Linked DNA regions of Mus musculus: region 1 is linked to region 2. The links are chromatin contacts, called in public promoter capture Hi-C maps. All regions are on one chromosome and are shown on one strand. Each heading gives the region's core, a stretch centred on a gene start, on an enhancer-like site or on the middle of the called end of the contact. The rest is flanking DNA. Distances are from core to core; before and after follow the strand shown.

Evidence for each region. Promoter capture Hi-C pulls out the DNA fragments that hold promoters and counts their contacts.
Region 1: a promoter capture Hi-C map of the C10 cell line shows a contact between it and region 2. The contact joins two enhancer-like sites. A contact is called at or near these places in 10 of 39 promoter capture datasets (the C10 cell line, the HPC-7 cell line, cranial neural crest and 7 more), 1 of 15 datasets of contacts at CTCF or cohesin (large pre-B cells), 2 of 484 Hi-C or Micro-C datasets (bone marrow and uterus), 5 of 115 datasets of contacts at active chromatin or transcription factors (the NIH/3T3 cell line, T-cell acute lymphoblastic leukemia, embryonic basal ganglia and 2 more) and 1 of 9 other capture datasets (embryonic stem cells).

The regions. Positions count from the first base shown.
Region 1 is chr5:118,631,123-118,637,040 of GRCm38.p6, reverse strand. The region is part of intron 2 of Med13l (mediator complex subunit 13-like); the gene reads right to left. Among named protein-coding and RNA genes, the nearest start is that of Med13l, 73 kb to the right of the region's middle. Within about 2 kb of position 1,405, at least 75 of the 459 cell types and tissues checked have an H3K27ac peak or open chromatin away from gene starts, as enhancers often do.
Region 2 is chr5:118,267,731-118,273,178 of GRCm38.p6, reverse strand. No RefSeq gene overlaps it. Among named protein-coding and RNA genes, the nearest start is that of Gm25076, 4.0 kb to the right of the region's middle. Within about 2 kb of position 3,973, at least 12 of the 459 cell types and tissues checked have an H3K27ac peak or open chromatin away from gene starts, as enhancers often do.

The DNA of each region.
Region 1 (5,918 bases), core at 156-2,655, 370 kb before region 2:
AAAATGTAAAAGAAAAACAGGCCAGCAGAGCCTTCCCCGAAAGCTATAGCAGTGTGCGCGCGCGCGCGCACACACACACACACACACACACACACACACACACACACACACACACACACATGTCTGAACCTAAGCCAAGTTCCTCTTTTCTAACCATGCCTCCAAACTACTCCTTATTTATTATATGTCCCCTTGTCCTTACCCACACAAAATGGGGACCCAAACACCCACAAACTGCTACTGATCTATACTATACTTCTGCTATAAATGGCAATGTTCAAATGAACGTCCCATACAATAAGGAAAACTAACCTTTGGGGCATTGGACAAAATGAAGTCACTCCAGCTAACTGCCATATAATGCAATTAATTTTTAAGGAAGGAGGCAGGTCTTAAGGTTTTTCCCTCAGTCAGTGCAGAAAGAACTGTTCTTCGTTTATCTTTACCACAGAAAGCAACCTCAGCCCTATGTCAACTGGTGAGCGCTTTCCTGCCATTGGGCTGACACACTCCCACCTTACAAAACTCGTATTACACGGCCCACAGGAGCATCCTCCCATTCTGGACCAAAACAGAAGCTGCCCTGATTCATGATCCATGAGCAAAGCCTTGAGCTGGATAACTCCATCTTTCAAGCAAGAGTGGCTGGAGGTGACCGTGGATACAGGAGAGCTAACTGTCTCAAAGAGCAAGGTATGAAGAGAAGGGCTTCTGGTGTGCGGTGACCTCTGATGCCCCACAACTGCACTGAATGGCTGAATCCTACCTTGATGAGGAATGAGTCCATCTCTAGTGTACTAGTGACCATCGGTGGTTTTGGAAGTCCAGGTAATTCTACCACAGAAACAAGAGCAGCTGCTCCATGAGAGACTCCAGGCATTGTCTCTCACACCTGGTCACATCTGCCACAAAAGCTAGCACTTGTCTGCTGTAACTTCAACAGAGGCACACTGAGAGACAGCTAGCTACACAAAGGACGCGGCCACTGGCGGAAGCACTAACCAGTTAATCCTCTGTCAGCCGTGAAGCGCCTGTGGGAAAACAGTGCTAGTTACAGCAGAGAGAGAGCAGGAAGCAGAGGCTGGGGCAGAGCGTCTGAAATTAGGCCACACACGCAAGAAAAAAAGACCTGGAATTTCTCTGCACTAATAAATATTTCCAGTTGTGTTTGCTGAGAAACTTTTTGTGTCAGAGTGTAGCAACATAAGGGCCATCTATGTCCCTGATTAACACAGTCATAGAGAAGCACACACCACTGCCAGTTGGGAACATTAGACTTCCAAGGCCAGTTTTTGTCTGTGAACAAATGTCAATCAAGCACGGGAAAGTGGCGGCGACTCCTGGGGGACCTGCCTTCACTCTGCCAGCACTACAGCAACAGCCTGTCCGGGAGGCACTGTGAGAGGGCCCACTGGGAGGCCTTCACAAGACTGAGGAAGGGCTCTCTAAGAGTTGTCTGTGTGCACTCAGCCATCCATGATGTCTCCCCCCTCTGTAGAGTCACTGTCACCACTACACTGATTCCCAGTCACCTCATCTCCAATCTCCACTTTCCTGGAGACAAGCTTTGTTCTGACGGTGAAGGCCATTCCAGTTTCTCAGCCTGCCGATGCTGACCCACACTCTGCCCTCAGACTGGGCTCTCCTGACTCCACAGCCCCGCACAGCCCTTCTGAGAGCCACGCTGGCCTTCAGTCCTGGAAGAAACATTCTGCATCACCCACCGACAAAGCCTGCTGTCCTTTCTGTCACCAATCCTGTCGCTTCATCCACTTCAACTCTTTCCTACTTCTCAAACCCTGGTCCAAGGCTGGAGTGTGCGTAGCATGTTTCTGGCCCTTGTGTTCAATCTCCAAAGCAACAACAGACTAAAACATTAACTAACCCTCAGTTCAGAACAGCACTTCCCAGACAAGCCCACGCAGTCTCTCAACTCTTCTCCGCTTGTGTCTGTGAGTTTACTAATGTTCACGCCTCCTTTTCACCAATAACCTAAAACTCAGAGTGAACAAACCAGCTTGCTGTCAGTCATTCCTACATCCCATGAGGTGTGGTGTGGTGTGGTGTGGTGTGGTGTGGTGTGGTGTGGTGTGGTGTGGTGTGGTGTGGTGTGGTGTGTGGTGGCTGTACACACTGGGGCTTGCTAAACTAACACACCTCACCCAGTACAAAGATCCCCAGAACTGTTCAGGGCAACCCTCCTTGCCAATGAACTGGAAACCTAAGAGAGGGACTCTGACAGGATCAGGTTTTACATCCAATGACTTCAAGAATGAAGACAAAATTCTACATATATGAACCCAGTGGATTTATGTCAGAGAAATAATACCATTCTCTATCTAGAATTCAATCTTTAAAACTAGACTAGTCTCTAAACACACAACAGATTAAAAATCAGTTTATAAAAGTAAAGAAATGGCTCAGAAAGAAAACTCGGACAACAGAGAAACTTCCTGAAAGGAACAACCAGTTGCTGGATAGGACAGCACCTGAACTGTCTATGAGAACTGAGCGCTGCCAGGGTGGGGCTGTAGCAGGTAGCAGGGAAACTGAAGTCATGTTTTATACACGGGAAGGATTCCCAAATACAGCAGAAAGCAGTTACTGAGTTTTTAGTGTATCCTGTTAAGGACCTATACTACTTTCTTCATCAACAAGGCAGGCTTCTTTTTCCTATGGTGCTGCGTGGATCCGAAGGCTCAGGCTTTTCCCATAATATTTATACTTTGAAAACCTTGCTCTCTAAGTATGCACCATCTCTAAAGAGGACTTATTTTGTGCAGACACTGAGTCTGCGTGTCCTGTGTTGAGGTAAGACTGGAGATGGACACAAGTCTAGGACAGCAAAGAGCATGGCGCACCAACACACACAGCACGCTGCTCACCGTGCTCCCCTCTTCTGGTCCTCAGGGTCTTCCCTCTGGCTCACTAACAGCTGCAGTGCTCCCCTCACACTTGCAGCTGATGGACTGTGCCCTAGAAAACAGTCCAGGAGCTGACAAGTTTATTTAACAGTACTTCTCCAAAGAAATGGCACTTCCCCACACCTGAGAACCAGCTTATGAAGGTTTTTGGTTCTGGTTTGTTTTCTGTTGTTGTTGTTGTTGTTGTTGTTTCTGAGATGGGGTTTTTCTGTGTAGCCTTGGCTGTCCTGGAACTCACTCCATAGATCAGGTTGGCCTCAAACTCACAGAGATCCACCTGCCTCGGCCTCCTAGGTGCTGGAATTAAGGGTGTGCCAAAACTGCCTGGCTATAAAGATAATCTGAATACTTTCCAATGTTATCCTGCATCCAGTTTTATACGTAACATGACTGTTATATATAATCTATATAAGCTACATGTATCTACCCAGTCTCTGAGCACCGTCCCGTCTACTGTGATGCTCTGTCAGTGGTGTAACATAAAACAGGATGAGAATATTGCACTCACAGCTCAAAACAAAGAAATGTTTGTTTATTATACAGCCTGTCCGGGGTCAAAGACTTCTGCAGTGACGAGACTAAGTGAGAGCAGCCCAGACTCGGCATAGTTCCTTAACCACAAACACAAGGTGGTGGGGGGGGGGGGGGGCGGACACCACGGGACAGACAGACAGACAGACAGACAGACTCCTGAAGAACACCAGCAGAAGGTATACGGGGTGGCATTTAAGTATCTGCTGAAAGAACATGAGCCAAAGCGGTGGCTCCTCAGATAAATGCGATCAGACCTGGTCTTCAGAGGAAACAAACAAATACCTCCAAGAAATGAGTCATGAAGAAGGCACAGACTAGAAGAAAGACCAGAACGAGGACTTCCAGTGCAGGCAGTAAAACCAGGAAACTGTGCTAGAAGAGAGGAACTGGGCAACTGTGAGGCACTGAGACATCCGAAGAAGATAGGCTGTCAATGCACACGTTTTATTTTTGTTTGTTTGTTTGTTTGTTTGTTTTCCAAGACAGGTTTCTCTGCATAGCCCTGGCTGTCCTGGAACTCACTCTGTAGACCAGGTTGCCTCGAACTCAGAAATCCACCTTCCTCTGCCTCCCAAGTGCTGGGATCAAAGGCGTGCACCAACACTGCCCAGCAGTGGCCATGTTTTAAAGAAATTAAAAGACAGTTTTCCCAGCCATTCAGAGAGCCCAACATAGTAGACACAAGAGACAGATCTGAGAGCTGTGAGTCCTACGAGTTACAAGGCAACATGGTTCTTATTCTAAACTTTAAAACCACATTAATCATACAATCATTGATCTCAACAGAGGAAAAAGTCTTTGTTGTTGCTGTTGTTCTCTCTTGCAGCTGTGTAATCAAATAGTGGCCTGAACTACACCCAACTCACTGAGTGTGTTAAGTGATAACCTGACGACTCAGCAAGAGATTCGTTTTCAAGTCTCTCCAAAACTCCCATGTGGATCCAAACAGCAGGCTCCGTCTCAAGCACATGTACTGCTTCCTTGTCTTCCTTGTCACGGCCGCTCTGGCCTGGTGGAGAGCTCACCAAACACTCAAGTCTGCTACTGCCCACCACTTACGCTCAGGTTCAAATACTTTCCCACCAAAAAGAAGCTGTCAAAAGCATCACGTGGAGGCTGCCAGCACTTCCCTTTGGATAACTACACTCTGCGGCACACAGACCTCAGTTGGCATTTTCTCTCCACATATTAAGAACACATTTGCTGAAAGGACAAGCTTTCATGAACCTGAACTTAAAGCTCTGAGCTGGAGAGATGGCTCAATGGTTAAGAGCTCTGGCTGCTCTTTCTTGGGACCTGAAGTACCCACCCAGCAGCCACAGAGAGGCTCACAGGTGGCTGTTACTCAGGGAATCCATGACTCCCTCTGGCTTCCACAAGTATGCACACATATCGTACATAGACAGACAGACATGCAGGGAAACCAGTTGAACACATAAGATTAAAATAAAGGGGAAAGGTGAACTTCATCCAGCGTCTTCTTCTGTAACATGTAGCAGTTGGTTTCTGAGAGAATCCCATAACATGGAGCTAGCACTCACATGCCCGTCACCCACCTCTGCCTGGGCACCGTCAGCCTAAATATCAACACAGAAGGGAAAGGAAAACGGTATCTCCACATCACAGAACAGCTCTGACCTTTAAGACTCTCTGACGGGGTCTACAGGACCTATGCCAACCATGAGGCTACAGACCACACTACTAAAACTGCTGGCTAAGGTTGCTGCAGCTGGGCACACAGCCCTGCTGGACAGTCAGTTCCATCTGGGAGATTGCTCTTAGTTGGGAGGAGGTATCCTACTTGGAGGAAGAGGAAAAATAACACTTATTAAAAAAAAAATCTAATGAGACATCTATAAATCACTCCACACTGAGTTTACATTTACTTCTTATGGGATAGCATAAAATGAACCTTTGCCTTCAGGGAAATCACTTAATAAGTCTCAAAAATCTAAAATCTAATTTACCTACCCACCTATTTATCTATCTCAGCTGAACTTTTCCAGTTGCTATACCCAGTTCCCCATACAGTATGACCTCCAGGTTAGCCCGCTCTAGCCTCTCTGTTTGCAAGGCTCCTGAGCACTGTGAAGGCAGAGAGCAATGAACATGTAATGATGTACCCTGATGCCTGCACACACATAAATGGCAGCTAACAGTGTTAGTGGCAACCTCACTGCTGCCCCTCTGCACTCTCAGAACTCAGTCCCCTTCCCTGTGCCTGTGCTCTATCAGCTAATCAATTTCTAAATCACAATGCGAGACTTCGGATTTATCGCTTATCACTTACACCCAGCTAATTAGATCCACAGACTGAAGATAATCTTTGAAGGCTGATTTTTTTCAATCAACTATATTGAGGCTTTTAAAGCATTTTAAAGCGCATTTTCTTTCTCATCAGTCAACAGTTGTTTCTCAGTCATCAAGTATTGGTCTCCCTTTCTGATTCTGACAAACCAC
Region 2 (5,448 bases), core at 2,724-5,223:
GCACACAGCACGCTGCTCACGGGATGCTGGCACCCAGAGGTAGCCGCAGAGGGAGAGAGCAGTCCCGGCCATAGAGTCCACCCAGGCAGGGGTCAGGAGCACAGGTAACAAAAAGCAAAGCCACAACTATGCATTAGGCCGACCTGGCCAGCCAGGGAGAGAGACAGGGAGGGACGGGAGGAAGTGAGCCACGCAGACCAGGTTCTAGGGAGCTGCAAGGAAATCTGCAATGTGCCCAGAAAGGTTCCGTGTTCCCAAACCCTCGGAGACCCCAGCTCCCACTGTTCAATGTGATGTGGGTCACTGCTGTGGTGAAGTTTGTGATCCAGTGAAGAGACCAGGCAGAGGGGAGCACACCTGTCACCCAGTGCTTGGGAGATCAAGGCCAGCCCAGCGGACTGGATGGGAAAGTCCCTATGTAGGAAGAAGGAAGGAAGGGAAGAGGGAGGAAGGAAGGGGAGGGAAGAAGGGGAGAGAGAGAGGGAGGGAAGGAGGGAGGGATGAAGGAAGGCATAGGGGGTGGGGGAGTGTACAGTACAGCCTGGGGGGGGGGGCAGCAGAACATCGAGTGACTCTTAGCAAACCTTTCAAGGGTCCCTCTCCCTGGTGAGAGGAACAGTTCCTGCAAGAGCCTGAGAGGCTGCTGGTATGACTTAGGCAAGAAGTCGGGGCTGGAGGGTGAACAGGAGCCATGGAAGGAAGAATCTTGGTTCTGAAAGGACCACCTGGACTCTTACCTCCCCTCTGGGAGGTGCTGATGGCATCTGGGATGGGGAGATAGCTCATGATGCCAGGCTGTCTAGTTTGGTCCCAACCATTAGGAGCATCAGGACCAATGGTCAGACTCAGAATCTCACCCTAATCAGGATCCTGCCCCTGCCAGCCTCTCTTCCCCCTGGCCTGATCCTGCCACTTGAGTTAACTTAGGTACTTCATCAGATGGATAAGGCGTCCTCCCTGACACATGGTTTAGAGTGGCATTCATTGCTGTCTCCCTGGCTCCTGACATCGACACAGATCGGGGCTGCTTCTGTCTCCGCAGCAACCACATGAGAAACAGGAGTGTTGGGGAGCCAATTCATTACCCAGCTGTTAAGAGTAACAAAGCAGAGACACCCAGCTTGCCTGATCAGGCTGCAGCAGGTGAGAGCTATCCTCAGCCTGGTGACAAGGCAGCCGCAAGCCCCTCTTCTCCATAATCTTGACCCACCAGGGCTCAGCCTCCAGCAGACCACAAATGGATGGGTTAATTCGTTTCCTACCCTGTTCCCATCAGATACTATACCCAGAACCAGCCACCACCTCAGAGAGTGCGGCTTTCACACGGCAGGTGCTGAGAACCACATGCCACAGAAGGAAGTAAAGGCGACTACATGACAGAGATGTTTTTATTGGGGTCGGTTTGCTTAAAAAACTAGGTTTTTCCTCTGTGGGTTATTCTTGCAAGCTTAGACCTCGAGCAACAAAAGATCACAGTTCCAGGTGGTATCTTTAAGGAGCGTTAATTAGGGCTCTTGGCACTTAGAACATGAAACATTTTAACATTTTCTGAAAAGCAATTTGCCAACATTTGCTAATTAAAATACCCAGCCTTCCACCAAGGGGTAGCGGGAAGTGAGTGGAATCCTCTTTTCTAAGCATCTGCTCTGGGGTTAAAAACTCAAATTCCTGTTGCTCCTACTTCTTGGTCAAGGTCCTGTGAAGGCTGTTTCTTGTTGCTCTCGAGCAACGCACTCAAGAGCACTTAGGGAAAGATTTCTGTTTCCCTCTCATTTAGAATCTATAACTGGGACAGCGTGGAAGGATCTTGAGCATAACGGCTGGCCCACTAAACCGGGGGCCACAAAACGAGGGTCGAAGGCTGAATTCGGCCCTTGGCTTGTGTTTGTAAATAGTTTTATTGGTACATAAGCAGACCTCATTTGTTTGCACGCCGGCTTTCATAATTGTCAGTGGGTTCACAAAGCTGAACCTATCCATTGAATGCATTTCCCCTTACAGAGAAAGTTCGCCAGACATGGTGCTAAACTGTCTGGCCATGACTTTCCATCCAGAAAGCCCTCAGCTGTGACTTGGAGATATGATTAGATTGAAAGTAGGAAAGAGAACCTGAGGAAGAGCAAGGGTTGTCTTTATCTGAAGCCCCCCCCCCCCATTTCCCCTGTCACCTACACACACTAAAAGCAACAGTCCAGGGATCTAAGAAGCTGGGAGGGAGGAAAGAGTGAGAAATGAGAAGTGGTTGTGTCTCACCTCACTGCTTCTGGCTCGTTACCCTCATGTGTAAAGCAGATCACAGTACGGGTTTTATGGAGTGGGCAGGGGGTGGGGCTGTAGGACTTTGGGACATAGGGATGTAGGAGATACCTCTGTTAGTGGCTTTGCAGAAATGTATCTGCTAGATACATTTGGGATGGAGGAAAAGCAGCATGCAGAATCAGAGGCTAGCAAAGATGCTACAGGGATCCGATGATGTCTGCAGCGTTCTCTCCTTCCCCTCCCTCTCCCCCTCCCTCTCTCTTTCTCTCTTCCTGTAAGGACACTGAGCTAGGCTTATCATAGTGCTTCCTCTGAATTCAGCTTCTTCTTCTTCTTCTTCTTCTTCTTTTTCTTCTTCTTCTTCTTCTCCTTCTTCTCCTTCCTATTTTAAAATCACAATGATTTTCCTAGCATGTGTTTATGTATAGGTGTGCCACTGTACACAGAAGATAACTTATTGGGAGTGGTTTCTCTCCTTCCACCATGTGGGTCCCAGGGGTCACAATCGTGTTGTCAGGCTTGGCAGCAAGAGCCTTTACTTATTGAATCGACCCACCCACCCATCGATCATTTCCTTAAAGGCCCTCCCTCCTAAAAAACAATATGGGGCTAAGGTTGCAACTTAGGACTTTGGGGACTCACAACTCAGCCTATGACAAGGACCACAGGACTGTAAGATGCAGCCACTTGTCAGAGCTGGCCTAAAATGCTAAGTTCCCCTTCTAGGACAGTCGAGGACCAGGGGATAGAAAAGGAGGCTGGAGAGAAGGTCCAGTGGTCAAGAGTAGAAGAGGACCCAGTTTCTATTCCTAGTGCCTATGTCAGGTGGCTAAAAACTGTCTGGGACTTAGCTCCAGGGCCTCCAGGGCCTCTAACCTCCGTGGGAACCTGCACTTGTACACACACACACAACTAAAAATAATGAATAATGTCTTTTTTTTTTCTAAAAAAAAAAAAACCTTTTTAGTGTAAACTTTTGCTTAAACAATAGTCCCAATCCCAGGCCAATTTCAGGGCAAACACCTAACCTGCTACTCCTAGGGACCCCACTTCCCATATAGCAGGAGCTGTCTTCCCAGTGGAGGGTACCCCTGGCTAACGCCAGGAAGCCAGTGCAAATCTCCCCTGAATTTGTGTCCATAAAACAGAGATGAGAAGACCTACCTAGGTCAGGAGGGTGGGTGGCAGTTGAATCATAAGCGACCTATTTAGCACCATGTCGCACAGGGCATGCTCACGAGGTGCCCTCCGGAGATACCTGGAGACACCTGGTCTGGATTTCTCACCAGGCAGATGGTTTGTGTGTGACCTTGAACGGAGAAGAACCACAGAGAGTCGGTATCTTCTTCCACCTAGGAGATCAAAGCGATGAACACCTCAGAGAAGGCGTAGTGGGAATGGTCCCTTCGTGCTCCTAATCCCTGTCACTGAAGGATGGCTAAGAAGATCTACCTATGCTTTGTCCTGGCCGGGACCGAGGCTGAGAAGGGGGGCGCCGAGAGACAGTAGCTCATCGCCAGCAGGTTTATTTCCTCCTCTGAGGGCCCTGGTCCCCCCAAAATGCCAGGTCTAGGAAGGAGTCCTGATTTGCTGCTGCCACCAGATAGCTCTCTACCCATAGTCATTGTTTTGGCGGCATCCTGGGGAAGTCTGATCCGCAGTCAACACCAGGCTCACACCAGGGATAGAAAAAAAACCTATGCAACTGGCGCCACCAAGTGGCAAAGTCAGCAACTACCACTGTGCGTGCCGTCAGCCACCAGCACTGAGCCGCGTTGGCTGCAGCCAAATAGCAAGAGCCTTAAGATCATGCCTGACTTGGTCTGTGGTCCCCCGCAAGGCTAAATCAGGTCAGCGAGCTTATTTGTGTCAAATAAATCAGCCGAACCGACGGGTGAGCTGCCTTGACACTATTTGTCTTGGGTTAGCGCTAAGCTCAGACTTCAGGCAAAAAACCTAGGCAGGTTTGGATGCCAGGATGGAGCCCAAGGAGCTTAGTCTGAAGGGCCGTCCAGATTCACACCCACCCGGAAGGTTTGTGTTCAGCACGGGGGAAGGGCGCTGCATAAGCCTATAGGAGCCAGCATAGCTCCAAACAGAGGCTGCTAAGGAACTTTTAGGGACACCCTTACACAGAAGTTCCCGAAACTTTTAAAAATCCACCATGTGACTGAGGCCCTAGCTGATGGGGGTCGGACGGGCGACAGGCACTGCCCCAGGTATACATCTGCCTTTCCCCATGCTACCTCTTCAGAAAGATGTTGGTCCCTGGAGCCTGCCTTGGACCTTTTTTTATTTTGAAATTTCAAAGATTTATTTTTATCGGTATGGTCTTTTGTCTACATGTATGTGGGTTTACCATGTTCATGCCTAGTACATACAGGGTAGAAGAGAGTATTGGAACCCGATCGACTTACAGATGGCTGTGAGTCACCGTGTGGGTGCTGAGAATCAAACCCAGGTCCTCTGGAAGCAGCAAGTCCTCTTAACTGCTGAGCCATCACACCAGTACCATTTTTTTTTTTAAAGTTTTATTAGTTTCTTTGTAAATTTCACATTATGCACCCCAGTCCCACTCGTGTCCCCCTCCTCTCTCATACCCAGCCTATACCCTTTCGACCCACCCCCAGCAGAGAAAAAAACCTCTTCTTAGAAGCTGTAGTGTGTCCCAGTGTCACACAGTGTACCCTCTTGTCCACACGTCTTTGCTTGCAAATGTTCATTGCAAGAATTCATCAGTCTGATAAGAGGCCTCTCTGACTTCCATTACTCTATCAATGCTGATTCCTCACTGGGACGCCTCTCAGATAGCCTGCTGTTGCCCTGTGTCATGGAGATCCTGAAGTTTGGATCTGTAGGACTGGCCCCTTTGTGCACCCCGGCAGTTCATCAATGACGGTAGATGTTGGGGTGAGCCAACTCAAAGCCCTGGATCTGGGCCCTAGAAGTAGCAGAGCTGCTCAGTCAGTCCACTGGCTCTCCTGCTCAGAACCGACTCACCAGCAACCCCTGCAATCCTGGCCAGCTCTACCTTGCTACCCAGGGGAGATGCAGGGCCCAATTTCCTGAGCATTGCAGCTGGTGAGGGACAGGACCAGTTCTCCCACTTTCACGACCCTGGGGCCATAGGTGGCAAGGGGTGAGGGTAGGTGAGGGAGGAGGGCATCTCTCCCTCACCCAAGTTGCCAC